Linked DNA regions of Mus musculus: all the other regions are linked to region 5. Evidence: chromatin contacts called from public HiChIP or PLAC-seq data. All regions are on one chromosome and are shown on one strand. Each heading gives the region's core, a stretch centred on a gene start, on an enhancer-like site or on the middle of the called end of the contact. The rest is flanking DNA. Distances are from core to core; before and after follow the strand shown.

The links. HiChIP or PLAC-seq counts read pairs in DNA pulled down with a chosen protein or histone mark.
Region 1: a contact with region 5 is called in an H3K4me3 HiChIP or PLAC-seq map of bone marrow-derived macrophages, with 4 times the contacts expected there. The contact joins the promoter of Krt86 here to the promoter of Spryd3 in region 5. A contact is called at or near these places in 2 of 115 datasets of contacts at active chromatin or transcription factors (bone marrow-derived macrophages and pro-B cells).
Region 2: a contact with region 5 is called in an H3K4me3 HiChIP or PLAC-seq map of bone marrow-derived macrophages, with 7 times the contacts expected there. The contact joins the enhancer-like site here to the promoter of Spryd3 in region 5. A contact is called at or near these places in 4 of 39 promoter capture datasets (the C10 cell line, HPC-7-derived erythroid cells, embryonic stem cells and 1 more) and 2 of 115 datasets of contacts at active chromatin or transcription factors (bone marrow-derived macrophages and pancreatic cancer cells).
Region 3: a contact with region 5 is called in an H3K4me3 HiChIP or PLAC-seq map of bone marrow-derived macrophages, with 7 times the contacts expected there. The contact joins the enhancer-like site here to the promoter of Spryd3 in region 5. A contact is called at or near these places in 7 of 39 promoter capture datasets (the C10 cell line, cranial neural crest, embryonic stem cells and 4 more) and 7 of 115 datasets of contacts at active chromatin or transcription factors (astrocytes, bone marrow-derived macrophages, embryonic forebrain and 4 more).
Region 4: a contact with region 5 is called in an H3K4me3 HiChIP or PLAC-seq map of bone marrow-derived macrophages, with 4 times the contacts expected there. The contact joins the enhancer-like site here to the promoter of Spryd3 in region 5. A contact is called at or near these places in 10 of 39 promoter capture datasets (3T3-L1-derived adipocytes, the C10 cell line, cranial neural crest and 5 more) and 12 of 115 datasets of contacts at active chromatin or transcription factors (astrocytes, bone marrow-derived macrophages, differentiating embryonic stem cells and 9 more).
Region 6: a contact with region 5 is called in an H3K4me3 HiChIP or PLAC-seq map of bone marrow-derived macrophages, with 5 times the contacts expected there. The contact joins the promoter of AU021063 here to the promoter of Spryd3 in region 5. A contact is called at or near these places in 7 of 39 promoter capture datasets (the C10 cell line, HPC-7-derived erythroid cells, cranial neural crest and 4 more), 5 of 115 datasets of contacts at active chromatin or transcription factors (astrocytes, bone marrow-derived macrophages, embryonic forebrain and 2 more) and 1 of 9 other capture datasets (liver).

What each region holds. Positions count from the first base shown.
Region 1 is chr15:101,471,631-101,476,032 of GRCm38.p6, reverse strand. It overlaps Krt86 (keratin 86), which reads right to left and starts at 2,555. Exons shown (of 9, transcript NM_010667.2): 1 at 2,114-2,555; 2 at 1,285-1,493; 3 at 568-628. The coding sequence starts at 2,482.
Region 2 is chr15:101,189,545-101,194,130 of GRCm38.p6, reverse strand. Acvr1b (activin A receptor, type 1B) reads right to left here. Exons shown (of 9, transcript NM_007395.4): 2 at 1-199. It overlaps Mir6962 (microRNA 6962), which reads right to left and starts at 262; the gene lies at 200-262. Within about 2 kb of position 3,155, at least 80 of the 459 cell types and tissues checked have an H3K27ac peak or open chromatin away from gene starts, as enhancers often do. A contact at or near this core is called in bone marrow-derived macrophages and pancreatic cancer cells, where this site is marked.
Region 3 is chr15:101,324,598-101,329,205 of GRCm38.p6, reverse strand. No RefSeq gene overlaps it. Among named protein-coding and RNA genes, the nearest start is that of Gm52200, 8.2 kb to the right of the region's middle. Within about 2 kb of position 1,670, at least 62 of the 459 cell types and tissues checked have an H3K27ac peak or open chromatin away from gene starts, as enhancers often do. A contact at or near this core is called in bone marrow-derived macrophages, pancreatic cancer cells and trophoblast stem cells, where this site is marked.
Region 4 is chr15:101,238,738-101,242,983 of GRCm38.p6, reverse strand. No RefSeq gene overlaps it. Among named protein-coding and RNA genes, the nearest start is that of A330009N23Rik, 16 kb to the right of the region's middle. Within about 2 kb of position 2,018, at least 195 of the 459 cell types and tissues checked have an H3K27ac peak or open chromatin away from gene starts, as enhancers often do. A contact at or near this core is called in 3T3-L1-derived adipocytes, bone marrow-derived macrophages, differentiating embryonic stem cells and 6 more, where this site is marked.
Region 5 is chr15:102,134,937-102,139,031 of GRCm38.p6, reverse strand. Spryd3 (SPRY domain containing 3) reads left to right here and starts at 2,817. Exons shown (of 11, transcript NM_001033277.3): 1 at 2,817-2,896. The coding sequence starts at 2,874.
Region 6 is chr15:101,219,233-101,223,746 of GRCm38.p6, reverse strand. It overlaps AU021063 (expressed sequence AU021063), which reads right to left and starts at 2,500. Exons shown (of 3, transcript NR_045996.1): 1 at 2,422-2,500; 2 at 2,133-2,269; 3 at 1,592-1,958. A330009N23Rik (RIKEN cDNA A330009N23 gene) reads left to right here. Exons shown (of 3, transcript NR_045328.1): 2 at 114-266; 3 at 1,558-2,556.

The sequences.
Region 1 (4,402 bases), core at 1,306-3,805, 660 kb after region 5:
TCCAAGACATCTTCCCTCTTCTTGCTCTTTGGTTCTGTTCTGTTCTAAAAAGCTTCCCAGTTGTCCCCCAGATCTTCCAATTGATCCAGCAGTGCTTCAAGAGGTCAACTGGACACTCCTAGCAATCCTCTCAACCCTTACACACTGTCTTGAGCCCTAACATTCTGATCAGACTAGTAGAATGGATGTAAACCACACCACTTTCAATGAACAGAATGAAGCCCTGTGGCTCCTGGAATCCCAACCATACACCCCATGATGAGGGAAAGGCACATCAAGGCTAATACATCCAAGGTCCTGCATCAGAGCAGAAGGATCCAAAAGACATTCCAAACGTATTCATGTCTCCATGGGTTTGGACTACTGACTCTCTAGATGCCAACCTTCCAAATGGCTGTTGCCCTCACAACAGCCCTTTGTCATAGCCCTGGGTCTGACATTCATTGGGTCATCTCTCTGAGATTTTTTCCTATTTTGATGTGTGAAGATAAAAATTCATGAAGGGTGACCACAAGTACAGTGTGTCCCTCAATTGTGTTGTTCCACCTCCCACCGTCTGCTACTTGCCTTCTTCAGAGCCACAAACTCATTCTCAGCTGTAGCTCTCAGAGAAACTTCCTCCTCGTACCTAGGACAGAAATAGGGGACATGATATGGGTGGTTGAAATCCACACCCCATGCAGGGAACTCAGGGAAAGAGCCCTCAGAGCTCTTGGTCCTGATAGGTCTTTCTGGAGGAACCTGGGCTATCTGGGAGTGGGTGAAAGCTAGAAGAGAACCAGTGCTGTTCCGAAGACAACCCAGGAAGGAGAGGATGATTTGATACCAACCTCATCTGGGAGGGAACATCATGGGGTTGGGTACTGCGGCTCCAGCCTCCCCCCATTTATGTCAGTCCCAGCCCAGCTGCTGAACAGACCCATCAACAGACCCAGATTTCAGGGCTGAGTACCCAAGGCAGTGAGACAGACAGCTTGGCTCATGACCCTCCTACTTTCCTGAGCAGAATCTGTTCAGGGATTACAGTGCAGAAGATCAAAGTGAGAAGGAGCTGGAGTGGGGGCTGTGTCTATCCTCCCCAGAGAAGGCAGAGCTGTTAGTCGCACTCTGCAGAGGGAACACTGAGGCAGAAATTGACGCTCCCCCATCCTCTCCAAGGAACATCTGTGCAGATATTTCACAGACAGCAGGATCCTACAATGATGTCAGCCTGGCTACACTTCCACAACCTGGGCTTTAATATACGGCACATTTTATACCAGCACCACAGCAGGCCATTCTCACCTCTTCTTGTAGCCCTCCATGGACTCCTGCGCATGGTTGAGCTCGGCTGCCAGCCTCCCGCTGTCGGCCTCCACACACTCAGCCTCCCGCCTCAGCGCCTCGATGTAGCCCTCGAACAGAGGCTCCATGTTGCTCTCACAGCACTTGCGGTTCTGGTAGAACTGCCACTTGGTCTCCAGCAGCTTGTTCTGCTGCTCCAGGAAGCGCACCTGCCATGGGAGACAGAAGGGGTTCAGGGCAGATCTGGGCTGATGGTGGAGAGGAAGTAGAGGGACTCTGGGAAGGAGCCCTTATCTTGGTCCTGCCTGACTTTCCCACTGGGAGAGGGCACAAGGGACATGGTCAGTGCCTACACTCAGGAGTCCAGGTGGACACTTCATTGTCCTATGCTGGGCTCAGCGATCTCTGAAGCCAACAAGTCAGGAGTCCCCACAAGCAGAGCACCCATAGTCACATCCCAGGGACTGACAAGGAGCCAGGGAGATGGTGTCACAGGCCATTTAGATGCACTCACTAGGAAGGCCTCTGTCCATCCCTCCAGTAGTCTGCACCCTTCCTGTCAGCCCAAGTGCAGCCTCCCTCCTTGGGTTGCCCCAGCTCCATGCTGCAGCCCCTGGGACTCCCTGTAGTCAGTTTGTACCCAGGACAGCCTGGCCACTTCTCTTGGCCATAAGCTCTGCCTCTCAGGACTCACAGGTGAGCCCTGTGCATCCTCTCTCTTGAGACTAGAGGCTCAATATGAGTGGGCTTTCTGCCTCCTGTTCCCTCAGTGCCTGGCCTTGGCTGTGACATGCTGTGCTCCGGGAAGGGGCTGGTCCAGGACACCGACCTTGTCGATGAAGGCCGCGAACTTGCTGTTGAGACACTTGATCTGCTCCTTCTCCTCATGCTTCACACACTGAGCATTGGGGTCGATCTCCAGGTTCAGGGGTGTGAGCAGGCTCTCATTGACAGAGACTGTGGTGATGCAGGGTGGGCTGGGCCCGCAGATGCCTCCAGAGCGGTACCCGAAGCTGCGTCCACAGGAGCCAGAGCGGAAGGCCCCACAGACACTCTGGCTGCCGAAGCCCCCTGAGAGTCCTCGGTAGCAGGAGATGCCCCTGTAGGGAGCTGCAGAGATGCAGCAGCGGCCGGGCCTGGGCCCACAGGCTGAGGCGCAGCTGAAGGCACGGCCACCACAGTAGGATCCGCAAGTCATGGTTATTTAGGGAGAAGGGCAACTCTGAAACTGGAGACGTCCAGGTGGAGGGTAAAGTGGACGTGAATTCAGTGTTTACCTCTTTAGGTTTGTTGGCCTTTTATATATGTGGGGACCCTGACTGTGACCACGTGGTCTGAAGCAATTAGATGGCTTTATGAGCTTGGCTTGTTTAGTTGCTGTGGCTCCTCCTTAAATGTGCTAAATTGGTGACCATTTGCTGGTGTTTGTGGTCCTTTGCCCTAAACTGTTCAATTTCCTCCTTCAAAGGGCCAGCTCACCCCCTCCATGCCCTGCTCCTGTGCCCAACACACAGAAACGAAGCTGGAGAGACAGTGTAGGTGACTCATGCTACAAGGAAAATGAAAAGGGGCGGAGCTGTTGTTCCAATCAGGGACTGAAAAAAAATGGCGGCACCGCTGTCCGAGGTCCTGACACAGCCCAGCTAGGGATGCGGGTGGCATGGAACTGGTGGTGTGTTAGGTGAGATGCCCCACTTGCATAGTTCTTCTCCGTGCCCCTTAAAGCTCCATATCTGGATAACAGTTAAGTTAGTCACCTTCTACCTCCTCCATCTCTCAAGCCCACTGATCCTTATCCTTCCCTTTCTTACACACAATTTCCACGAACTAATAGGCTACATGTCTCTGTTTGACACACACACATCTGTGGACACAAACAATACCTAGTCCATCTTGGCTATCTAGGACCAAGGGAATGTCTTCCTTCCATCTTCCCTGAGGCCTAAGTGCTCTCTGGCTCACTGGCCCCAGAAAATCCCAACATTGCTGAGTATCTAAGGTCTTCATTTCACCTCAGGTTCTTATGTCATCCGTGGGGTGACCTTGCTGTGGGTATCTACACAGTATTTGACTCAGTATGTAAAATCCAGTAGGTGACATGAAAAGATCATGAAGTCTCCAACTGTCAGTCGAGCCTCTGATACTTGCTGCACTATGAACACCTCTCCTTCTCATACCATGAACCCCCTAACCTTCCCCAATGACCCTCCCACTTTGTAACATCAGCTTGCCAGTGGCTTTGATGGTCATTAAGACATAACTGTAGCATCTAGCGTTACCCATCCAGCATGGGCCTTGAACAAACAAGAGCTGGGTAGGCCAGAGGCGCAGCCCTGACTACCTCTGACCCTGAAGCAGGTGCTTCACTATGCTGAAGTCTGGCAGAGGCTTCACCTCCCCTGCCTGTCTTGGAAGTCTGAAGGGGTACGTACAGGCTCTGTAAACTCCAGAGCACGGTGCGATAGGCTGTGCCCCAATCCTTTTCAGCCGCTCTGAGCAGTGTTTTCTCAAGAGTTCATGTTGTTTCCCTCCAATGGGGAGAACCATCATTTTCAGTCACAGAACAGTCTAGAACAAAGCCAGCCAGAGCAGAACAGAACACATCATTGTTTTGCTTATGTCACGACTGTGCCCTGACCCTCTGGGTCAGCCATGTATGCCTGGTGTTTATTGTGTCATTACATACAATTATTCCTTCTGGAGCTGCAATTTTTGAAAAGTGGAAATACACGTTATACCAGTTGAGGACACAGAGTCAGATTCCAAAGTACCTAGTTTTAAATCCAGGCTCCACCACGCTACCTTACCAGATAACTCCAGGCAGCTACTTAGCGTCTCTGAGCCTCCATTATGACTTGTAAGATGAGGATAATACCCATCTCATAATGTTGTTGTGAGGATTAAAGAATTAATCTTCACTAAGTACTTGGGCCTGAGCCTGATCCACTCCAAGGGCACAAACAGACGTGGGTTTGTTGTTGTGCAGTTGCTGTTGGGGATATGTTGACAGCTTTGGTGGGGTGCACTCACTCACATCCCCAAACCCTTATGTTCAATTACCAGTAATGGGCATATCTTGAAAGAGTAGTAGGAGTTCATAAAATAATACACAGGTCAT
Region 2 (4,586 bases), core at 1,906-4,405, 950 kb after region 5:
TAGCAGCAGTGTGTGTTGCGCAGATCCTCTGAACTCAGGCAGTAGAAGGGCTTTCCAGCAGGAACCAGCTCCACCTTGGGGATGCAGGTACGTACATGGTGCTCCACGCCATCCAGGTTAAAGATGGAGACCATGCAAGCCCCATCTGTCTCACAGGTGTAGTTGGTCTGTAGGCAGCTGGTGCACGCACACAGCAGAGCTATAGGACAGGGAAGGGCAGATATCAACAGTGATGTGAGATCTCCCACCAGGTCCTTTTCCGGAGTCAGAGGCATGCTTCACATGCCCCCAATAAGCAGCTTTTATAGAGCCGGGGACAGAAAGGCAGCCTTGGCTGGCACTACTGCACCTTATTCAGCTCACAGACAAGCTCTATAGGCCCTGTGTTCCTAACTGCTCTAGTCTATGCCAATAAAGGACAAATGAACTATCTACTCCATCCAAATGGGTCCTGCTGGGTGGACGGAGTCTTCCATTGGGAGAGCAGGCATTCCCTACATCCCATACAGAACTATGCAGTACCCCTGAAACCAGCCTCCTCCCATCTCTTTTTGGACACCAGGCACCCAGTTCCAGGATGAGGGAGGCCTGGCCTCATATGTCCTTCCACTGAAATTCCTTTTCTTGCCTAAATCCTTCCAAAGTCTGCCAGGCACACTTCCCCTGACAAGCTCCCCCTGCGTCTCCCTATCACCCACTCCCTCTAGGCCATGTGTGGCACCTCTCATCACGAGGGAGGGTCAAAGAGGGTGCTCTCCATAGAGAATCTGAATGCCTGCTTCACAAAGTCACTGTGAGGACAACGTGAACTCATGCACATAAAAGTGTTTAATAAACTTAAGCCAGCAGGGCCTGAAAGGCCCCTGAGCAGCACCTGGCATGCATACGCACACCCACTGTGTGCTACACACACACACACACACACACACACACACACACACGCACACAACCACACGCAAGCACTTTTCATCCACGCTGAATACACAGTCCTCACTGGGGTTGATGACTTTGCTGGGTATGGATCACACTGAAGTGTGTGCCCCCAACAGGAAATCACTGCAGATGAACCTGGCGCCTCTCAAAGCTGCAATCCTTTATTTATCTGACTAACAAGAATAGCGCAGACAGTTGGTGCTCCTCTACTGTCTCCCCCAAGCCTAACCTAGCCCTGACCTCCCGGGATGGGCAGGAATGTAGCTCTGGCTACAATACTGAAGCTGGCACTGAAGCTGAGTGCTGAATGAAGTGCTTGCTCGCCCACCAGGAGACAGAGGGAAAGGGGCAAGGCCTCCATGGCACACCCGCCGTGGGAAGACCTGCACACTAAGCCGCTAAAACAGAAAGGCTTGGGCCCAATCCAAACAGAAGCCCAGGCTAGAAAAGCCTATCCTCATCTCTTCTTCTACTCTGGAAGTCATCGCTCACTCTGCATACCCCAGACAACCCAAGCTACCTCAGAGTGTCTATCAATGAGGCAACCCCTCTGCTGTTCCCACTCAAGGACACAGGGACACAAGGACACAGGGTATGAGGCAGCACTGTGAGGCAGGCAGGTAGACGGAAGCTTTTCCATACAGGCAGGGCCTGCTGTATTCTTTACAGTGTGTGAGGAGATCTCTATCTTCTTGAGATGAATTCCCAAGCACACAGCTGCCCGGGAGCAGCTTGGGCTGTACCATCTCTCACAGACAGAGAGTGTGAAGTAGGGACTGCGAGCAGATCGGTCATGAAAGCAATTTCCACAGGAAGCTCCCCTGGAACTCACTCTACTCTTCTAGCTCCACGACTAAAAAAGCCTCAGATCTTCCTCCCAAACTTGTGGGTGAAATTTCTCGCTCGGTCTGTTTTTGTTTGTTTTCCTATTGGTTACTGTATTTGAGACAGTTTTCACTAAGTAACCAGCTGGCCTTGAACTCTCCACCCCCTAGCCTCCACAGTGCTGGGATCACAGGCCTGGGCTACTAAGCCAGGCTCTGTCTTACTCCTCTTAAGAACTTAAAATTTATTCAAGCCTCAGAAAACTTGGCAAGACCCCCTTTTCTTCCTTTGGAGTCCTGCTAATCCAAGAAGGCGCCTTTGACAAGTCCCTTTGTGTCCCTTAGGGGTTCCCCACAGGGAGCACCTCTCAGCACCGTGTTGTGACGTCCAGCAAAGACAACAGCATTGGGTCTATTTTGGGAAGCAAGAAAGGGAAAATTAACAACTTCAAGAGATGACTATTCTGAGCCGAGTGAGACACACGGCCTTTTCAAAAGCAGTCACCTCAGAGTCCATCAATTAGTGGGGCAGAGGAGACGGGAGTCTCTGGTTCCCGATAGCTGTTCCCCCTTCGGTGATGCTGGCCTCGCTCACAGTGATTCATTCTGGAGAATGACCACGCCCACACATGGCTCATTATTTTTGGGAAGTACTTAAGCAGGCCTGGTGTAAGGCAGGAAAGAACAGAAGTGGTGAAATCTATGCTGAAGGGCCCAGGATCAGCTGGGAAGTGGGCCATGTGGGCCTGCAATAAGGAGCGGGCCAAGCAGGCAGGCAAGTCCCTGAGCCTATCTAGGTCTCCACTATCCAACCAGCAAACACCGTTTATCTTACAGAGACAAGAGGGAAGTTAGCCAAGCGCCTGCCAAGTGCTGTGGCTACCCTGAGCAAGGCTCACCCCACTCTCACTGTGTTCACCTTTGCTTTTTACAGATGAGCGGCAAGCCCAAGCAGACACACTGTGAAGATAACCATCGCCATACCCGCACCCTGGAAGGATCTGAATCTACCATAGCAGGAGGGACAGTGGGCATCACAGAGCAACAGGTCACAGAGACCTGAACCTCAAGTGCTAGTTCCAATACTAGCCACATGACCTGGAGCACACAGTTACCCTAACTGTGACAGTCTCTTTTGGGCTGAAGCTGTGAAGGACTGTTAATAAGGCTCACACAACATATAAACATTATATATAGTAATATACTTTACATATGAACCTCCCTTTTAATGTAAAAATTGAAAGAAAACAACCCCAACAAGGAAAATATTTCTTAACAATGACTAGGAAGAGGTGAGCCACAGTCTCAGAGGAAATTGCTAGCTCGCTGCATGGTTGTGGGACTGTGTGGCTTCAGGAAGTCATTGACTATCTCTGCACTTCATTTTCCTCCTGATCAACCGGAAAAAGGAAGTGAAGAAGATGACATCACGTTCTCGCTAGCTACAAGCTCTCTTCCCTCTGGTCTAGGTCCAGAGCACTTGTCTCAGTCAGTCTGCTGTGTCCTTTAAAGACACGTGCACTCACCACTCATCTGCTAATACTCTTCACTGAAACAGAAGAAGCAATAATAAAATTATAAGCATATGCTGAACTTACTATAAATTCATATCCTAAATTTAATTCTTTCTGAAAAGCTAAATCCGGGCTAATGACAACAGCCTCTTGTCATGTTTCATCATGACTCATCAGGTCAAAAGTCTGCACACATGTGCACAGCCACAGGGCCACCTCACACACGTGTACTGCCACTGGGTCACCTGCACACATGTGTACTGCCACAGGGCCACCTCACACACGTGTACTGCCACTGGGTCACCTGCACACATGTGTACTGCCACAGGGTCACCTGCACACATGTGTACTGCCACAGGGTCACCTGCACGTGTGTACAACAACACAGTCACCTAAAACACTCCCTACTCTATCAGCAAGCACGAGCAGTGACTACCACAGAGGCACCAACTCACTGTGTGAACAAGTCAGCAGATGAGAGGCCTGTCTCACACATGCAAGGCCCTGGGCTCGGTCCCCGGCATTTTGAAATATATAAAAATAAATCAAATGGCCAATCAAATGGGGGGGGGTGTCAGAACACGAGCCCTCTCTCCACAGCACAGACTCTGTTATTGATGAGTCTAATTAGTCAGAACTGAACTTGAGACAAAACCACCTCGACAGGACTACAGCATGGGTCAAAGTCTGTCTGACTAGAAGGTGGTTTGTGGTAGGATGTGAATGCAAATCTGATTCAGAAAAAGGTTGTTTTGAGAAAAGCCAAGTCCCAGGATGAGCTGACTCTGGCTTCTGTGTGCTGTACACACAGTCTCCTGTGTCAGGAGGACACAGAGGCTCAGGCTGCGCTCAGCTGGGAAGTCTCAGGAACCACTACAGAGCCTTAGACTCACAGTGCCACAAGATATCGCAGGGGATACCCAAAACCTCAGAAAGTTAGGAGCACGCTACACAGCAGCCTGTTCTGTCCAAGAATTGGTTATGAACACAACCAGTTCTCTAGCTCTGAAAGCTAGAGCGACCATGGTCCTTAGTTTATTCATTACTCCTTAGGGACACTGGACAGTCTATCAGGACAGTGCATGCGGGGGTTTGTGCAGCCCCCACGCTGCAGTTTCTAACCCCACTATACACCGTGTGAGCAACAGCAGCCTACAGCATCAGGGCCCACCACTTCTTCCCTGGCCCTCGCCCAACCTCCCTACAGCTTTTTGGTGTTTGTTACGGGCACCTCTCAGGGTTGTATCTGATGGGTGTGCTTTTCTGACAGGCTGATATTTTCAGAATCCAGGGCCTCAGGCGAGCTAGGTAAGAG
Region 3 (4,608 bases), core at 421-2,920, 810 kb after region 5:
GCTGAGGCCACATTCCACAATCCCTGACACCACTCCCTTCAGCTTCCTCTCACCCTCAGCCCTGAGGAGGCAGGGCCATCCCTGGTGACTCTTTTCTGGGCCTGTCACCATCATATGAGGAGCCCTGGCTTAGAGAGTGGTGAGCCAAGGACACACACACACACACACACACACACACACACACACATACACACACGAGGCCCTGTCATGTCACGTCACTCAGTGGGGTTGAGGCTGAAGCTCTTTTACCCAATCCCAGGTCTCCATATAACCAGGGCTCACACCAGAATCCTAGCCAGGAGTCACAGCCACTTGTGGGCAGTGGGAACCAGGGGAGACAGGAGATTGGGGACAGGTAAGGCCAGGTCCCAGGCCAGGGTGTCCCAAGTAGAGATGCAGATTCTCATAGATTCTCCAGTTCAGTTCAGTTCAGTTCAGTTCAGTTCAGTTCAGTTCAGTGAAGAGGTTCTTCCTCCTAGGAAACCCGCCCTGCTCTCCAGCAGCCATCATGGCCCAGGTCCCTGCCCTTCTTGCCCCCACCGTCCAACCTCAACTCACCCCATGTTCATCAGAGGGATGATTCTCCCTGTCACAATGTGGGTCTTTCAAAAGCCTGGGTTAATAGCACAACCCTCCAAACACTTCCGCCTTCAGCCTGCAGTCCTCATCACGGAGTGACCCTCAACCCACCACAGCAACCAAGAATCCACTGTCTGCCAGCCACACCCAGCCCAACCCAGCAGGACCCCATGATGTACAAAATGGTGCCCAGGCACAGTGAAAGCCATCTTTCCTTCCAGGCCAGCCCCATACTCCTCCAGCCCATGTTAGGCCTCCCTATAGCCCTAAGGCAGGCTCCAGGTTCCAGCTCCAAAGGCCCTCTTCCCTCTCACCCAGACTCCCAGCAACAGCTTTGGTATTCTTCACACCTGGGCACTCTTTACACCTGCACACACTTCACACCTGCACACATACTTCACACCTGGGCATTCTTCACACCTGGGCACTCTTTATACCTGGGCACTCTTTACACCTGCACACTCTTCACACCTGGATACACACTTCATACCTGCGCACTCTTCACACTTGGGCACTCTTCACACCTGCAGCACTTCACACCTGTGCACTCTTCACACCTGCACATACTTCATACCTGGGCATTCTTCACCCCTGGGTACACACTTCACACCTGCACACTATTTTCACACCTGCACCTCTGAGCAATAGGTTCTCCAGCCCAGCTCTCTCCACCTGACATCCCCTGCCACCCTGACTCCGAACTAGATCCCCACCCCACACCCCTGCATGTCCAGCACATCCCATGATGGTCCTGTGGCAGGAGTATGTATGGTTGCTTGAATCTCACTTATAAGAAGAGTGACATAAGACTCCAAAGCTGTCCTTGAGTGAAAATGTGGAAGGGAGTGGGGGTGGACAGGGCCAGACTCAGTCTTTTACCTGAGTCCTTACAACACAACTGTGGGGACCCTAGGCCTGAGAGAGTCAGAGGAACCAGGACATTTACAACTGACACCATCACTGACTGCCCTTCTCCTCATGTACACACACACACACACACACACACACACACACACACACACACCTTTTAAACCATGTGTGTATAACCCAGCTCTCCCAGGCCTGCAGCTTCCTCACACCACACCCAGACCTGCTGGGCAGGCTCAACAGCCTCTCTTGTCCACCTCCCGCAGAAAAGCTGCCGCAGCCCTGCCCCCACTGGGAAACAGCAAGTTCCACGGAGCAGGAGCGCCCTCCAGTGGACAACATAGGACTAGACCTCCTTAGGCTCTTGGGACCGAACCAGAGCTGGTGAAGAAAGCCACCAGGCAGTTGGCAAGGGTGAGTGAACTAGGAAACAGAGGCAAGCGGTGCTGCAGCTTGAGTCTTCCTTCAACTCAGTGATGGTTGGACTGGAGCTCGAAAAGTAGGCAGAGTAGTGCCCTGAAGCTGATGAGTGAGATTGTGACGTGGGCCTGGGCTGAAAGGTGAGGGAACCAACGGAAGGGTTCCCTTCCTGTCAATGAGTTTGTACAGGAGGACCCACCCGTGGAGTCCCTGTAGCAGGCAGAAGTAGGGCTTAACCAAACCTCTCTATATAGCCCCATTACTCCACCCTCCTCTCTAAACAGCTTTCTGGGGGAGCTGCCGGTAGCCCTATGAGCCACTCGAGAGGGGCACCAGTGTGCATACACAAGAGAAACCGACGAACTTGCCAAACAGGCCAAAGCAGTCCTCCAGGTGAGGTCGTCAGGAACCCACAGAATCTTCTCCCACCTATGAAACATACATGGCTTAGATCAAAAACCCTAAAGTAAGTTGAGCAATGGCCCCAGAAAAATCTACCTGGGAGGATGACTTCATCTGGAGTATGCAAGTGAGATCCCCTCTAGTTCCCAAGTGAACCCTAAATCTAATGACAGGTATCCTTGTGAGAAACTGACAAGAAGAATACACCGGCACGTGGTGAGCTCAGAGCAAATCTACGAGGACTGCGGAATCCTCCAAGCTGCTAAAAGCCAGCAGAAGGAGGCAGAAGAAGGGTCTGCCCTGGAGCCTTCACCAGGGCCACAGCCCTGCAGACCCCTTGATATAAACATGGACTTACAGACCTGTGAGGTAATCGATTTCTGGTGTTTTAAGCCACCAAGTTGGTGAATCCTTAGGACAGAAAATTAAGACACTCGTGAAAATTAAGTATCTCTGCAAGAAGGGGCCGTGACTATGGACTTAGAGCCCCTAAGGGGAAGGGGCGTGACTATGGGTTTAGACCGCCCCCCAAGGGGAAGGGGCGTGGCTATGGGATAGCCCTCCTAGGAGGAAGGGCATGACTATTGATTTAGCCCTCCCAGGGGGAAGGGGCGTGACTATGGGTTTAGACTGCCCCCCAAGGAGAAGGGGCGTAACTCTGGGCTTAGACTCACCCCCAGGGAAGGGGCGTGGCTATGGGATAGCCCTCCCAGGAGGAAGGGCATGACTATGGCTTTAACCTCCCAGGGGGAAAGGGCGGTGACTATTGACTTAGCCCTCCCAGGGGGAAGGGGCATGGCTATGGGCTTAGCCCTCCCAAGAGAACCATGAGGGCATCTCCATGAGGTTCAGGTCTAGGATTTAGCTCAGCAAAGTGGGGTAAGGGAAGATCAGGAATTCATGGTCATCCTGGCCCTCAGCCAGCTCCCGGCCCACTTACCTACAGGAAACCGTCTCAAAGGCCCCACCGCACCACGCCTTCAAAAGTTGAACACTTCCACACTTGCTCACCTGGCAAGCACCTATTGACAATATCATGTAATTGGGCACCTTCATTCTGCAGATGTCCTGAGATTTAACAGTCCTGGGGACTGTTCTAGTAACATTCCTATTGCTGGGGCTAAGACACCATGACCAGGTCAGCTTATCAAGTGTTCATTTGGGCTCACAGTCCCTGAGGGTTAGAGCACATGGCCCTTGTGGTAGGGAACATGGCAGCAGGCAAGCAGAAATGTATTTGCATAGCCGCTGAGAGCTTACATCTTGATCCACAAGCATGAATCAGATGCGATGATAGATAGATGATAGATAGATAGATAGATAGATAGATCACAGCATGAACCATCTTTGATGACTTTTGAATGCTTTTGAAACTTCCAAGCTCACCTTGGCCCCTGAACACACCTCCTAATCCTTCCCAAATAGTTGCACCAACTGTGGACCAAGTAGCCAAATCTATGAGCCTGTGGAGGCCATTCTCATTTAAACCACCACAGGGACGGTTACAAACAATGCGCGTGCCCACTTTGCGCCCCCCCCCCCGCCCCCGTGAAAACCCTCCTGAGCTCTCTCCTGACTGCTGCAGTTGATGTTCCTATGCTAAGTCTCTGGCCTGGGTGAATCTTCCAGATGTTGGACAGCTGTGATGAGTTCCTTCTTGGTCACAGATATATTGTCTGCATCCACCTGTCAGGCTCCACCATCTCTCTGACCATCAGGCTGGTGAATTTAATGGACATGCCCTAGGGACCATGACCCCTGCATTTATCTAATGTCCAAGGGTGGTACTGATATCTGTACTTGTGGGAGGAAAATTGGTTGACATTTGCACTGTTTTTTAAAGACTTTTTAAATTTTATTTATTAAATATTAAAGGGTAAGAAAAGCTTTATTTGGGAAATGGGGGTGATATACAATTGTGAACAGCTGACCTAAAAGTCCTATTTGTCATCCAGTGTGTTGGGGTGGGGTATACACATGCCTTGGTGTGAGTGTGGGGGTCAGAAGACAACTTTGTGGACTGAGGCCTCTACTCCTACCTTTATGTGGGTTACAGGAACAAAACGCAGGTCATCAGACTTGCATGGCAAATGCTCTACCTACCACATCATCTTCCCAGGCTTGAGCTTGATTTGTCTGACTGGTTGACTTTGAGAGATAGATAGATAGATAGATAGATAGATAGATAGATAGATAGATGACAGATAGGTAGATAGGTAGATAGATAGATAGATAGATAGATAGATAGATAGATGACAGATAGGTAGATAGATAGATAGATAGATAGATAGATAGATAGATGACAGATAGATAGATGACAGATAGGTAGATGACAGATAG
Region 4 (4,246 bases), core at 769-3,268, 900 kb after region 5:
GCTCCCGCTAGAACCTTAGGTGTGCTGGGGTAGAAACGATTCATGCCTCTGGCCATCAGGGGCCGCTCTGGAGGCTGTGGGAGGACTGACCTGCTGGCACAGGTGATTAACTGGATCTTGTATGCTGTCCCCGGTTGCCAAGAAACGGGTGTTCCTACTGCTCTCAGCCACCGAGCCAGCTCTGGTTACTGCTGACAGGCCCCACAGAGGAGAGTCAGGCAGGCAGAGGGTGCCAGAGGAGACTAAGTCCTTCCCTGTGCAGGCAGCGTGGTGGTTCCCCTTAGAGAACCTGGGTTACCTTTGGGGCCCCTGTCCTCTGGGCCTTGAGCTGTACTCGGAAAATCCAGGACCCATAAACTGCCGAGGAAGGTGCAGAGTACTGCGCGGGAGTGAGAGGGTGCGGGAGGTGGGAGAGGGCCCTGCAGGCTCCCCTGTTCCCCAGCCTTTATTCATTTATTTTCTGTGGCTTTGGGAATGGAACCTGGGCCTCTCACATTGTAGGCCAACACTCTACCACTAAGCGTTAGCCACAGTCTTTTTATTTTTCACTTTGAAACAGAGTTTATACAAGATCTGGAGACCAGTATAGAACTCACCCTGTAGCCCAGGCAAGTCTTGAATTTCCAATCCCCCTGCCTCAGCTCCACGAGTAACTGGGATTACAAGCGTGCATCCCCAGGCTTGACAGATATTAAGAGATACAGAAATGGGTGGTCATACTCATCAAAATCATGATTATCATGATGCCCAAACACAGAGCCGCGTTAAGACTTTTCCTGTAGACCAGGCAGGGCCACTTCCCAGGAAGGGCTGGGGAACCTGAGCTATGGCAGGCACTCAGGTCACTTCAGGAGCAGCTGGCCGTCAGCTGATCGTCCTAAGGACCATTCATCATGCCCCCAAGTCCATTCTGCTGAGCCATGGTTATTTCCGAGTGTGGACAGAGCGCAGGTTGTATAACAGGCTAGAAGCTAGGAGATGGTTTGAGGGAAGCTTGTGGCAGGGTTGGGGTTGTTCTCACCTTCTCCAGTCAGAGTAGCACCTCAGAGCGGAGGAGGAGGAGCCCCGAGGCTTGGAAGGGAAAAAGGGAATCCATCACTGAGGAGAGCGACACAGCCTGTCAGCCTGCTTCCTCCTTCTGGATCCAGAAGATAGGCCATCCTCCCTTCCCACGCATTAATCCCTCTCCCCCAAGCTCTGCCTTTGCTCGAATCTGCCCTGTTCCTGGGCGGGGGTGGGGGGTGGGGTGGGGGAACCCTGTGCCAGTTCCCACTGCTCTCCATTCTCCAGTGGGTAGTCTGGACTCAAATACACCTTCATGGTGTGTTTCCAGTGGCTTTACTATAAGGAAATGCAAGAATATCTTCTTTGAGGTGTGGTCGTGACTTCAGAGACCATGACAGGGGACAAATCGCTGTGGTTTGAATGCCAGCCCCGTTCGCATGAGCCGGTCTACAAACCAACTACTTCATGCCTCACCTTCTCCCCTGAGTCACGAGGATCTGAGCAGTTTGTATGCATGAGGCACTTAAACAGCTCCTGGCCCAAGGTCAGCCCTGTGTAAGTGTTGGCTATAATTAGACAATATTTTCGGATCACTTTCCTCGGCCTTGGCTCCTAATAAGCACTTGGTGAAAGGCACTTGTTATTTTTATCTTCCTTCTCCCTCGCTAACTTAATCCCTTCCACAAACCCACCTTCAGTTAGCCTCCCAGCAGTGAAAGTGTGTGTATGTTACATTTCTCTAACGTTTACACTTACAAAACACTTCTGTTCCGACCTCGCGGCAAACCCGGGAGCTAGCAGCGCACTCAAATGATCGCTGTCATGTTGCAGAGCCAGGAACAGGGTGTGATCTGTCTAGTGGCATCAGCTGCTAAGGGGTGTGTCCAAGCCACCAAGCAGGGTATTCTGACCTCAGGCACCGGGTGCTTGCTTCTGGATGATATGGCCCGGGGCATGCCAGCTCCAGGCTGCCAGGACAGATTCGCTAGGGGAGGGAGGAGAGCCCCTACTGGTTCCAGAACTGAGAGCACTCCCAGAGTGGGAAGAGCCTATGTTCTTTATAATTATCCCCCATAGCACCTAGAAGCTTACCAGGAGCTGTGTGGCAGTGCCCTCCACTGGCCATAAGTGGTACTGTCGGCTTTTAGAGGACGGAAAGGTAGCTCTATCTACACATAGTTATAGAAAATACCCAAGGCCTAGGAGTGCCAAGTCCTCTGTTAGGAATCACAGAGGTCAAACGAAACTCTCAAAAAGCCTTGGGCATGGGGCAACTAATTGAGAAAGAGACCCAACATTGACCTCTGGTTTCCACATATTCACACACACACACACACACACACACATACACACACACACACACACACACACACACACACACACACAGGTATATCCACAGGCATGTACACACATGAACTTAGACATATACAATGCACTGGGCATGGTGACACATATCTGTAATCCTGGTGCTCAAGAGATATGAGGATCTGTGTAAGTTCAAGTCTAGCCTGCTCTACCTATCGATTTCCAGGCCGGCCAGAGTTACATAATGAGACCTTTTCAGAACAGAACAGAACAAAATAAAAACAAAAGCAAAACAAATTGAAGTCACCTTGTGCTATCTATTGAATTCCAGGTGAGTCTGGGATACATAACAAGAACCAGTCTTTTAAAAGCGCTAGTCTTTTGTGAAAACACATCATTCTACTTAAAGAATCTAGAATATATATACACACACACATATACATACACACACACACACACACACACACACACACACATATATATACACATATATGTATATGTATACACACACACACACATGCGCGTGCAGGGAAATGCCAGGTGCCCAGAAAAAACAATGAGGCCATGCAGGGCTGGGAAGAGAGCCCAGTCAAAGAGGCAACAGCCTCCGCCCCTTTCTTTCCTTGATGGCACAGGAGGCGAAGCACCACGTGGCTCCAAGGGTCAGGTGGCTGGAGACCCATCCTGCTCAGGACAATGGGCTGGAATGGCACACATGTGGCGCCGTACAGAGCTTCACCTCAGCCTATGCAGTGCCTGCCTGCACCAGGTTCACAGGGGCAGACATAAAGGTTTCACAGAACAAGGACTCGAACCTGACTTTGCCTGGCTCCAGAGTCTAGGCTCTTAACCAAACGTCATCTCTTGAAGAATAAAAGAAAAAGGCAGGACACAAATGTATTACGAACGAGCCCCACTTACCTTACTTATATGCTTAGAAAACAGGCTGTAGGGACTGGTGGGATGACCACCCGTGGGGAAGGGCCCTTGCCACCCCACAAGGGGGTAGGAGAGAACTGTCTCCCACAGGCTGTCCTGTGGCCTAGACACACATACTAACCAAATAAATAAAACATAATAAAATTTTTAAAAGAAAAAAAGATTGAAGTCTATATAGTCTTTGGTAGTGTGCTAAGACCCGCTCTCAAAACAAAACTAACAAACAAGAAAGGGCTGAAGCCCGGAAGCCCCCTAGGAGCCCAGGTGACAAGGTGATCAGGCGACAGTGCCCGAGTTTGGCAGCAGAGGGCGACGCCGCTCCTCCGCTCTGCCAAGAGGCGGGGACCACAACCCTCGCCTGCATCTTCCTCCCCAGTAGGGAGAGTCTTGTCCTTCCAGGCTGGAGCTTGGAAGTGGGAGGGAGGCTCTCCCCACGGGAAAGCGATGCCTCTGAGGTGGGAGGCCAAGCCGGAGGGGTGGGGTGGGGTGAGGTGGGGTGGACGTGGGCAAAGAGGGCCCATGTGTGCAAGAAGGGCCCGGGTTGTGCGAGGGCCCGGGTGTGCAAGAGCCCAGCAAAGGCGGAGAGGGCCTTGTCGCATCTCCCGGACTTCTGAGCCACTGAGATTGGCTGCTGTGGGACGGCGGTTACTCACTTGGGCGCCGCCACCTGCTTCCCTCCCAGCTCCCTGTGGAACACTAGGCAGAGTCCCCATGTCCACCCACACCCTGCTCCTGGCGGCTCCACCTCCAGGAGAAAGCCTGCCTCTGCAATTCAGCCGTCAGCCTGTCTTAGAGCAGGCGAAGGTGGTGAGAGCGAAGCCCAGCTGACTCTACTCGGGTGTCTTCTCTCCATTCCAACCCACTTCAACCAGGTCCAGAACTTGCATGTCAGCCCTGCAGTCTCTCCCTCAGCTGTTGGGGCAACTGGAGTCTGAGATTTCCTACTTCCGTCGCTTAATTGTTGATCTACGGATGAGCCCAACCTGCTGCGTGCTTC
Region 5 (4,095 bases), core at 1,568-4,067:
GTTTTGTTTTGTTTTTGTTGTTGTTTGTTTTTTTCCTGTGTTGGGAATTGAACCCAGAGCCTTGAGTTGGAGCTTGCTAAGTAAGAGCATTCTAGTAAGCTACAGCCCTAACTGCTATAATTAGCTTTTCTCTCTCTTTTTTTTTTTTTTTTTTTTTGTCATTGTGGGGAATGAACCTAAGACCTTGCCCATGTCTGGTAAGTACTCTACTAACTCAGTTACAGCCCTGGTCTTCCTGCCCAGCACTGTAGAGAAGTATCCAGTTAGAATCACATGGGACTCGTCTGAGGTCTAAACACATTGATGCACAGTTGGCTTTAATGAATGAGTGCTGGGTCTGGCGAGATGGTTCAGAGTTACCAAACCTGTGTTTAACCCCTGGGACCCACCTGGTGGAAGGAAAGAAGCAACTCCTGAAGCTGCTCTCTCATCTTTATCCACTTAGGCCATGTCAGGCATGCATTCTACCTCCAGTAAATAAAAAGTAAATACTTATCAAAACAGGTGCATGTCACCACACCTGACATTGCACAGTAAATAAACGAGGCACTGCATAAGAGTGAATCGTGATTAGGCTGTGTTTGCTCTAAGTTATTCTATATTGTGTAAAATGGTGGCTTTCAGGCTGTCTTGCCTTGTGTGACTCGTACAAGTAGTATCTGGCTCTACTTGGAGTGGGACTCTGCATATACATACCACTAGCACTACGTATGAATCCTAGACTGATAACTAAGAGTGAAAAGGTGGCCTGGAGAGATGGCTCAGCGGGTAAAGACATTGACTGTTCTTCCTAGAGGACCCAGATTCAAGTCCCATGAATCCATAGGGCAGCTCACTGTCTGTAACTCACACAGATGGTGCATAGATTATATATATCAATATATGATCTATCTATCTATTTACCTATATACAAAACAGACACATACACACACACACACACATATATATGCAGGCGAAGCACTAAAGTAAATAGTTAATTTAAAAAGTGAAAGGTAGGGCTGGAGAGATGGCTCAGAGGTTAAGAGCACTAACTGCTCTTCCAGAGGTCTTGAGTTCAATTCCCAGCAACCACATAGTAGCTCACAACCATCTGTAATGAGATCTGGTGCCCTCTTCTGTATACATAATAAATAAATAAATCTTGTTTTTTAAAAGTGAAAGGTACCACTCTATAAATGGATCCAAATACAAACGATTGAGACTATACAGTCAGTGGGCGTGTTAAAATCACTTAAGTGTCATCAGGTTCAAGAAAAACGGCGGGAAGTGATGGTGCACGCCTTTAATCCCAGCAGTTGGGAGGCAGAGGCAGGTGGGATTTCTGAGTTCAAGACCAGCCTGGTCTACAGAGTGAGTTCCAGGACAGCCAGTGCTACACAGAGAAACCCTGTCTTGAAAACAACAACAACAAAAAGAATGTATTAAACATAATCAGACCAAGAAACACCCTCAGTTGGACCCCATGAGGAAGGTGTCTAACACTCTGGGGACAGTGGTCCCTACCAACTACCTTGTGTGTGCCTCAAAGGACAACAGAGAAATGCTGACTGTTTCTGGGGCTTCAGCCCAACTGGGGTCCACAGCTGATGGAACCTACTCGCATTACGGGTTGCCCACGTATTCATCCATACCCAGTCTCACATTTTGCCTCTGAAGGTGTTCAGCCCTGTGACCTGCAGCTATGGCTGCATCCCAGGCTGGAACCTTCAGCAGCTCCCCAGCTAGGTTTGTTCTCTGGCTGCAGTGACTTTGCACTCTATCAGCTCTTGTCTCTAGTAAGGCCTCTGAACTCTTGAATTATGCTGTGGCTTCTTTAACCCTTTTCTAGCCATGTTGTTAACCTACATAAGTACACACAGGATATGTAATCTGTGACCCAAGAGTTAGTAATTAATATTAAAGTAAAAGTTCATGTGTTTGGTAAGGGCCCATTATCAATGTAAATCAGGTCTAATTGGCAAATTGCCGCCAATGAAGCTGACATCGCTTGCTGATGTATTTGATACTCAATAAATTTAGATGTGGAAAGACACAAATATGTTCGTTTATGTTTCTGACACAGGATGAGTCTTTCTGGAAAGAATATTCAGTCTTAAGAGCAAAACGTTGAAGTCGTCCAAGAATCCCAATTCCTTCCAAGGACAATCATACCCTTTATAGGAGGTGCATGATAAAGATTAGTATCCTTTCCGGTACATTCTGACCCGAGCTAACTTTTCCTACCAAGCCCAAGCCCAAAGAGCACCCGGGTTTCATCCCACTGTGCCTTTTGCATATGTTCTCTCCTGTTCTGGAACGCCTGTCCTGGAATGAACGAACGTGGTGCAAAGGGGTGCTCCGGAGAGAAGAAAGCATGTGGTGCCAGCCGAGTGCTGCCGCTGTGGAGATCAGCCTCTGGCTTCTCACGCGTAAAATAGGAGATAACATTAAAAAAAAATCCCCCCCCCCATGCCGTTAAGTGGCTCAAAAGGACATTCCAGAGAGGTTTTTAGCATCACTTCTGGCTCTGGGAACACGAAGCTCGCGCACGGGCACAGGGACCTACTCCGCCCCAAGGGAGCCGCCCCTTGACCGCCTCCCTGAGCTCCAGGCGTCCGAGGTGGCGTCCGGGCAGCCACGTCGCCTCCCCCACCCTCCCGACACCAGGGTTCCTCAGACGCCGCCGAGTGTTAGGTACCCAGCTCACCGGGCCGCGCTCCGCACCGCCTGTGCCCTGCGATTGGCTGCTGAGGGCGCCCATCTTCAAGAAGCGCTGCGGATTGGTCAGATTTAGCGGTGGGGGCGGGCCTGACGGAGCAGAGGAAGGGCGGGGACCCGGATGTGTGTGGTGGCGGCGGCCGAAGAGCTACAACGCGGAGCTGAGAGGCCTATGGATGAGGAGGACGCGGCGGCCCCGGTAGGCGGGGATCGGGGGCGGGGTCCCGGAGGCCTCGGTCTCTGCAGATCTCGAGGCGGGGGTCCTGGGCGACGGCTGCGGCCTCAGGGCGGGGCCAGGGGCTCCGGTCACGGGCGTTCCTCTCGCCGCGCACCCTCCCCATTGCAGCCAGGGCCTGTGACGACGGGGCGTAGCCTCATTGACAGGTTAAGGCCGGGTGGTCCCGGGTGTCACCTGAGAGACCCCGCGGTCCTGAGGCCGTGCCCGGACCCAGTGCGGCGGCAGCTGCTTGGTGCTGAGGCTGTCAGGTTCTCGAAGATCCGATGCCTTCAGATCTGGGGCTCCGGCATCTACCTGGGTTCGAGTCCTGGCCCAGGGCCCTGGGGGATCCCAGTGCTGCGCCGCAGGTGTCTGCTCTTGTGGGGCATGTGCTGGTCTGTAGCTCCTGCAGAAGAGCCCCAATGTGCACATTGGGATCGAACTCAGCTTAGCCCAGGATTGCTAAGCACCTACTGTGTGTAGGGCACAGTGCCAGGTGTTTGGGAGGCAGGAAGAAAATATTTCTTCATGGTTTTCCCGCTTTTGGATCTCTGGAAGATTTTATTCATTCATTCATTTACTGGCCTTGCTGGTTGTCTAAATACCGAGAGAGTCCCATGTTTTTCTCCGGTACTGCTGCTGCTTTAGGGGCTGCGGCCCTCTGAATTCTGTTACAACTTGGAGTTAAGATCTGCTAAGTTGTTTTTTCTTTTGTTTGAGACAGGGCCTCACTGTGTAGCCCTGTCTACCCTGGCACACACTATGTAGAGCAGGCTGTTGAAGAATTCAGAAATCCGTTTACCTCTGCGGACTAAAAAGGGCTGGGGTTCTGGCAGAAGAGAAGGCTCAGTGAATTGAACAGCATGGGCTTCAGGCAGGGTGGGGGTACACACTTTAATCCTAGCACCCAGGAGGCAGAGGCAGGCCAGAGTTCAAGGCTAGTAAGTTGCAGGACAGCCAGAGGTACACAGAGAAACCCTGTCTCAGAAAAACAAACAAACAAAAAATTCATACCGTTTCTTGTTTACAATTCCCTAGAAGTTTTTCATTACCCTTGAAATAAAATTTAAAAGTCCTGACTGTGGATAGACTCTTGCTTTACCCTGTTCTTTTTGTTTTTTTAGACAGGGTTTCTCTGTCTAAACCTTGCTGTCTTCTGAAATTTGCTTTGAGACCAGGCT
Region 6 (4,514 bases), core at 1,251-3,750, 910 kb after region 5:
GAGGTACACCTCTGAATTCACCCAGTGGAAGCTCCCGGGGAGTGAGGGGCTAAGGGGTCCATCTTCCCACCTGCATGGTAGAAGAGATAACTAAAGCAGCCTTCCTTTCCCAGGGCTAGGAGAAAGGGAAGCTGTGGAAACCTGCAAGCAGGTTTAAATCCGAGCCCTACTGGGGCCACCCCAAGGCTTGAAATCACCTCTCCACTCTGGATGCTGGAGTTAAGGCTCTCGTTCCTCACCTGGGGTTTGGAATATGCCCAGAGTAGGTGAGTAGATCCTCGGAGTTGGGGCATGACCGGCGCTGAGCCTTTCTCTAGTCCTGTCTTAGATACCATCCCTCAAGCTCTTTGTTACCATGGCTGCCAGGCTGTGGGAGAGGCGGGGATGACCCACAGCCCAAGTCTGTCGTCAGTGGCGCCCAAATAAGAAGCAAAAGAGGGAAGCAGTTGGTTGTCTAGCCACCACAGACGGAGCCTGGGGCTCCACATTCGGACATGAGACACCACGCGTGCTCTTTACATACATCATTACAAACCTTATGAAACAGGTACCATTATCATCCCTCCCAGAGGGGGAAACTGAAACCCAGACAGAAAGCACCTTGCTAGGAGGGTTGCTCAGTGACCAAGTTGACAGTCCAAACAAGGCAGCCCCATTCTGGAACTTCTGCCTTACTCTGTGATGCTGACTTCAATGCTTCATCGTGAGGTTGAGCCCGACTCTGTGCCAGGGGCTGGCTAGGCACTGGTGTGACAGAGGTGTTTGGTCTGGGAGCCGGTTGCATGCTGTACATGTGCTGTGTAAGACCCATACCATGGGGGAGCAGAGGCCAGAAGGCCATATCTCAGAGGCCAGAAAAGACTTTCTTCTACCCGTTCATCAGTCTGGCTGTCTCCTTGTGTCTTGCCTCCCCTCCTCCAGCCCCCTACTCTCACCCAGGCCCCTGTGCCCTCACTACACAAGAAGTATAAGTGGGAAGGGTGGCTTAGGGACTATGTTAGCTAAGATGTCTCCCTTAATGCTTCTCTCCCTGATTTAACCACCAAGTGGCCATCGGTTGAGGGGCCAAGGGAGAGTCAGTGGAGAAACATGGGACTCTTATTGAGAGCATTAACACAGATGGACCCCTGGACCGTCTGTTGCCTGACAGACGGCATCTGTAGTGGGGGAGGGGGTGGGGAGTTACGAAGGTAGAAGACAGAAAAGTTTGTATTGCGTTCATTCTAGTTCTTATCCACGAAAGGACCCTCCCCCCACACACCCCCAACGAGATCCTGTGCCACCTATGAAGGTGCCACCTGCCTACTCTGGAGGATTAGTGAATGCGTATCTAACAGCCCTGTTGACAGAAGTCCTTTGTGCTGATTAGAGGTAAACACCTCTTCCCCCACAACCCCAGTTTGTGCAGGTCCGATTGCCTCTTGCCTCCAGGTGAGAAGCCACCACAGGGAGCTGAAGTTCTCACCTAAGCAAGAAGGTGCTAGAAAACCCAGAGCAAGTGTGAGCCCAGAAAAGGCAATTTCTCTAAGTCCTTGGCATGATTTTCTCAAATCTTAGGATTTCAGAGCTGGAAGAGGCCTCATGTTCTGGAAAAGACGTGTGTGGTCCAAGCCCTCCTGCCTGAGACAGCAGTCAGAGAGGGAAAGACTGCCCCGGAATGGATTTAGGAACCCAGGACTCTTGACAAAGACTGCTAATTCAGCAGCTGGCAGCTGGGGAGCGGACTGCCTGATTCCTCTGCGGTTCCACAGTTTCTCCAGGGAGGATTGGAGAGTCCTGGGTGCCTCCCTGTGGGATGGTGGCACCCTCTGCTGGTCGTGAGCCTTGTGGTGGAACTATCTCCAGACTCAAAGCCGTCTGGTGCTCGGCGCCACCTGGAAACCTTGCCATATTTTGGGATCCCATACAGCATTTGTTCCTCCAGGAGGATCTGTAGTGAGCTGGTAACTGAGTTCACACTGAGGAAGTTGTGAGGAGGGAGATGCTGCCGGTTAAAAGTACTCCACAGCACGGCTCCAGAGCTCAGCCTTCTCTGCCCCACCTCCTCTTATGCCACGCCCCTTGCCTAGCATCTGTTCCCCTCCTCCAATTAGCCTTACCCAGGCCTCCTGCCTCTCCAGAATGTCCCTTACCTCCTCATGCCTCTTAGCAAATCCCCTGTGGATCTGCTCCTGAGAAATCTATACTTCGTCTGCAACTTATGTCGAAGCAGGTGTCTTGTTCCCAGGGAGTTCATGTTTCCCAGTTCTTTGGCTCCAGCTGCTCCATCCTAAGATGGGGTTTAAGGGTGGGGGGAGGGGAGACCTGGGTAGCATGGGATTAGTAGAGGCTGTCTAACGGACAAAGCCCCTTCTCACTTCTTTAAGGACAACCCCTTGCCAAGTCTCCCACCAATCCACAATTCCCTGTGACCCCACAGACCTGCTTAAGTTCTGGGGAACCCTCGGAAAGTTGGAGCACTAGAGCTGCGAAAGTTCAGACGCTGTAGAGTCCCAGTGAGTCAGTTACTTCAGGGCACAGAACTAGCAAGGATGAATAAATAGCTCTATGGATGCCGCCTCTGCTTCTGTGTGGGAGGGGGGAGGGGAGGGGATGGGGAGGGGAGTTAGCAGCAAGAGAGGGCCTGGGGCTCAGCTGGCTCTCTGGTACACCAGGAATGATGGGCTGGGCCTCAGCTGCATGACATCACTGCTTGCAGGAGGTATAGAACAGCCGGTGGGCAGCTGGCTGGGCAGGGAATGCTTGTTTTCTTAATGACTCCTATTGCCTAACAGCGTTCTCGCGGTACAGTGTTGTGTTGGTGCTGGGGCCCTGCTGCGGGAGAGTTCTAGCAGGTCTGATCCAGTACAGTTCAGAGATCTGACTCCCAGGAGGTCTGTAGGTAGGAGCCAGGTAGATAGGACAGTTTGTGTTGGATATGGGTGTCTCCTGGTCTAGTCCCATCCAGAGGCCAAGCATCTGCCTCTCGAATGGCCAGGTTGGAGTGACAGAAGGAAGGGACACTCAGTCTGGTTTTCCTCAGAGCAGCAACACGTCACTCATGAGACATGGAATACATATTTCCTCACCTCTCACTTTAGCAGGAGAAATGCAGAAGATGGAAGCTCTTAGGGCAGGAACTCCACAGACCTCTTCCCTGTTGGCAAATGAACACCTGCTCAGCGTCTAATCCCTGGCTTTTTGGGTGGTGGTGGTGGGCAGCATTGTGTATCAGGCTACCCAAACCCCAAAATGCTCATGCTAGAACAACCCCCCACCCCCGCCCCTGGCCATGGCTCTCTCTGCCACTGACTTCAGACAGAAGTCAGCATCCCCTTTCTGCATGGCTGTCTGATCGTGCCTGAACCTGTCTCCTGCCCCACTGGCTGTGTCTCTCCTCACAGTTCTAATGGTCTGCTACCACAGAAAGTGCCTCCCTACAGACAAGCAGGGCCACATCACGCCCCTGCTTACAATCAGCTGTAGTGTGGAAGCCGGTGTCCCACAGACTCAGCCCTCACTGTGATACTAAGTGGTGGAGGGTTTAGGAGGATTGGTGATTCATTCAGTCAGGAGGGCTCTGTCCTTGTGAATGGAACAAGCACTGTGCTGGGCAGTTTTGTGTCAACTTGACACAGACTGGACTTATCTGAAAAAAAGGGAGTGTCTGTTGAGAAAATGCCTCCAAGCCTGGTGGTGGTGGCAGTGTGTGACTTTAGTCCCTGCACTCAGGAGGCAGAGGCAGGTGGATCTCTGAGTTTAAGGCCGGCTCTACAGAGCATGTTCCAGGATAACCAGAGCTACACAGAGAAACCCTGTCTCAAAAAACAAGCAAGCAAGCAAACAATCAAACAATGCCCCCATAGGATCTGGCCATAGGGCGTTTTCTTAATTATTGAATGATGGGGGAGGGTCCAGCCCTTTGTGGGTGGTGCTATCCTTGGGCTGGTGATTCTGGGTTCTATAAGAGAGCAGGCTGAGCAAGCCAGGAGCAATCCATTAAGCAGCACCCTCCATGACCTCTGCATCAGCTCATGACTCCAGGTTCCTGCCCTGTTTGTGTCCCTGTCCTGACTTCCTTCGAAAATGACCAGCGCTGAGGAAGTGTAAGACAAGTTAACCCTTTCCTCCCCACCATGCTTTGGTCATGGTGTCTCATCACAGCCATAGAAACTCTAAGACAAGTACTCTTATAAAAGAGTCTCCCGGGAGCCTGTTTCCCTTCCTGCCAGAACGGGAAAAGCACCATCTTCCAGGACCAAGCTCTCTGTAAACACTGACGCTGTCGGCCTCTTGATCTTCAGCTTTTCAATCCCTAGAAATGTTAGCTAAAAGTTTGTGTTTATAAATTATCCATGAGAGTGGTGGTGCAAGCCTTTAATCTCAGCACTTGGGAAGCCAAGATAGGTGGATCTTTATGAGTTTGTAGAGGCTAGCCTTGGCTACATATTGAGACCCGATCTCAAAAAACAAAACAAACCAAACAAAAACAAACAAAAAATCTCCAACAAACAAAAAATCTCCAACAAACAAAA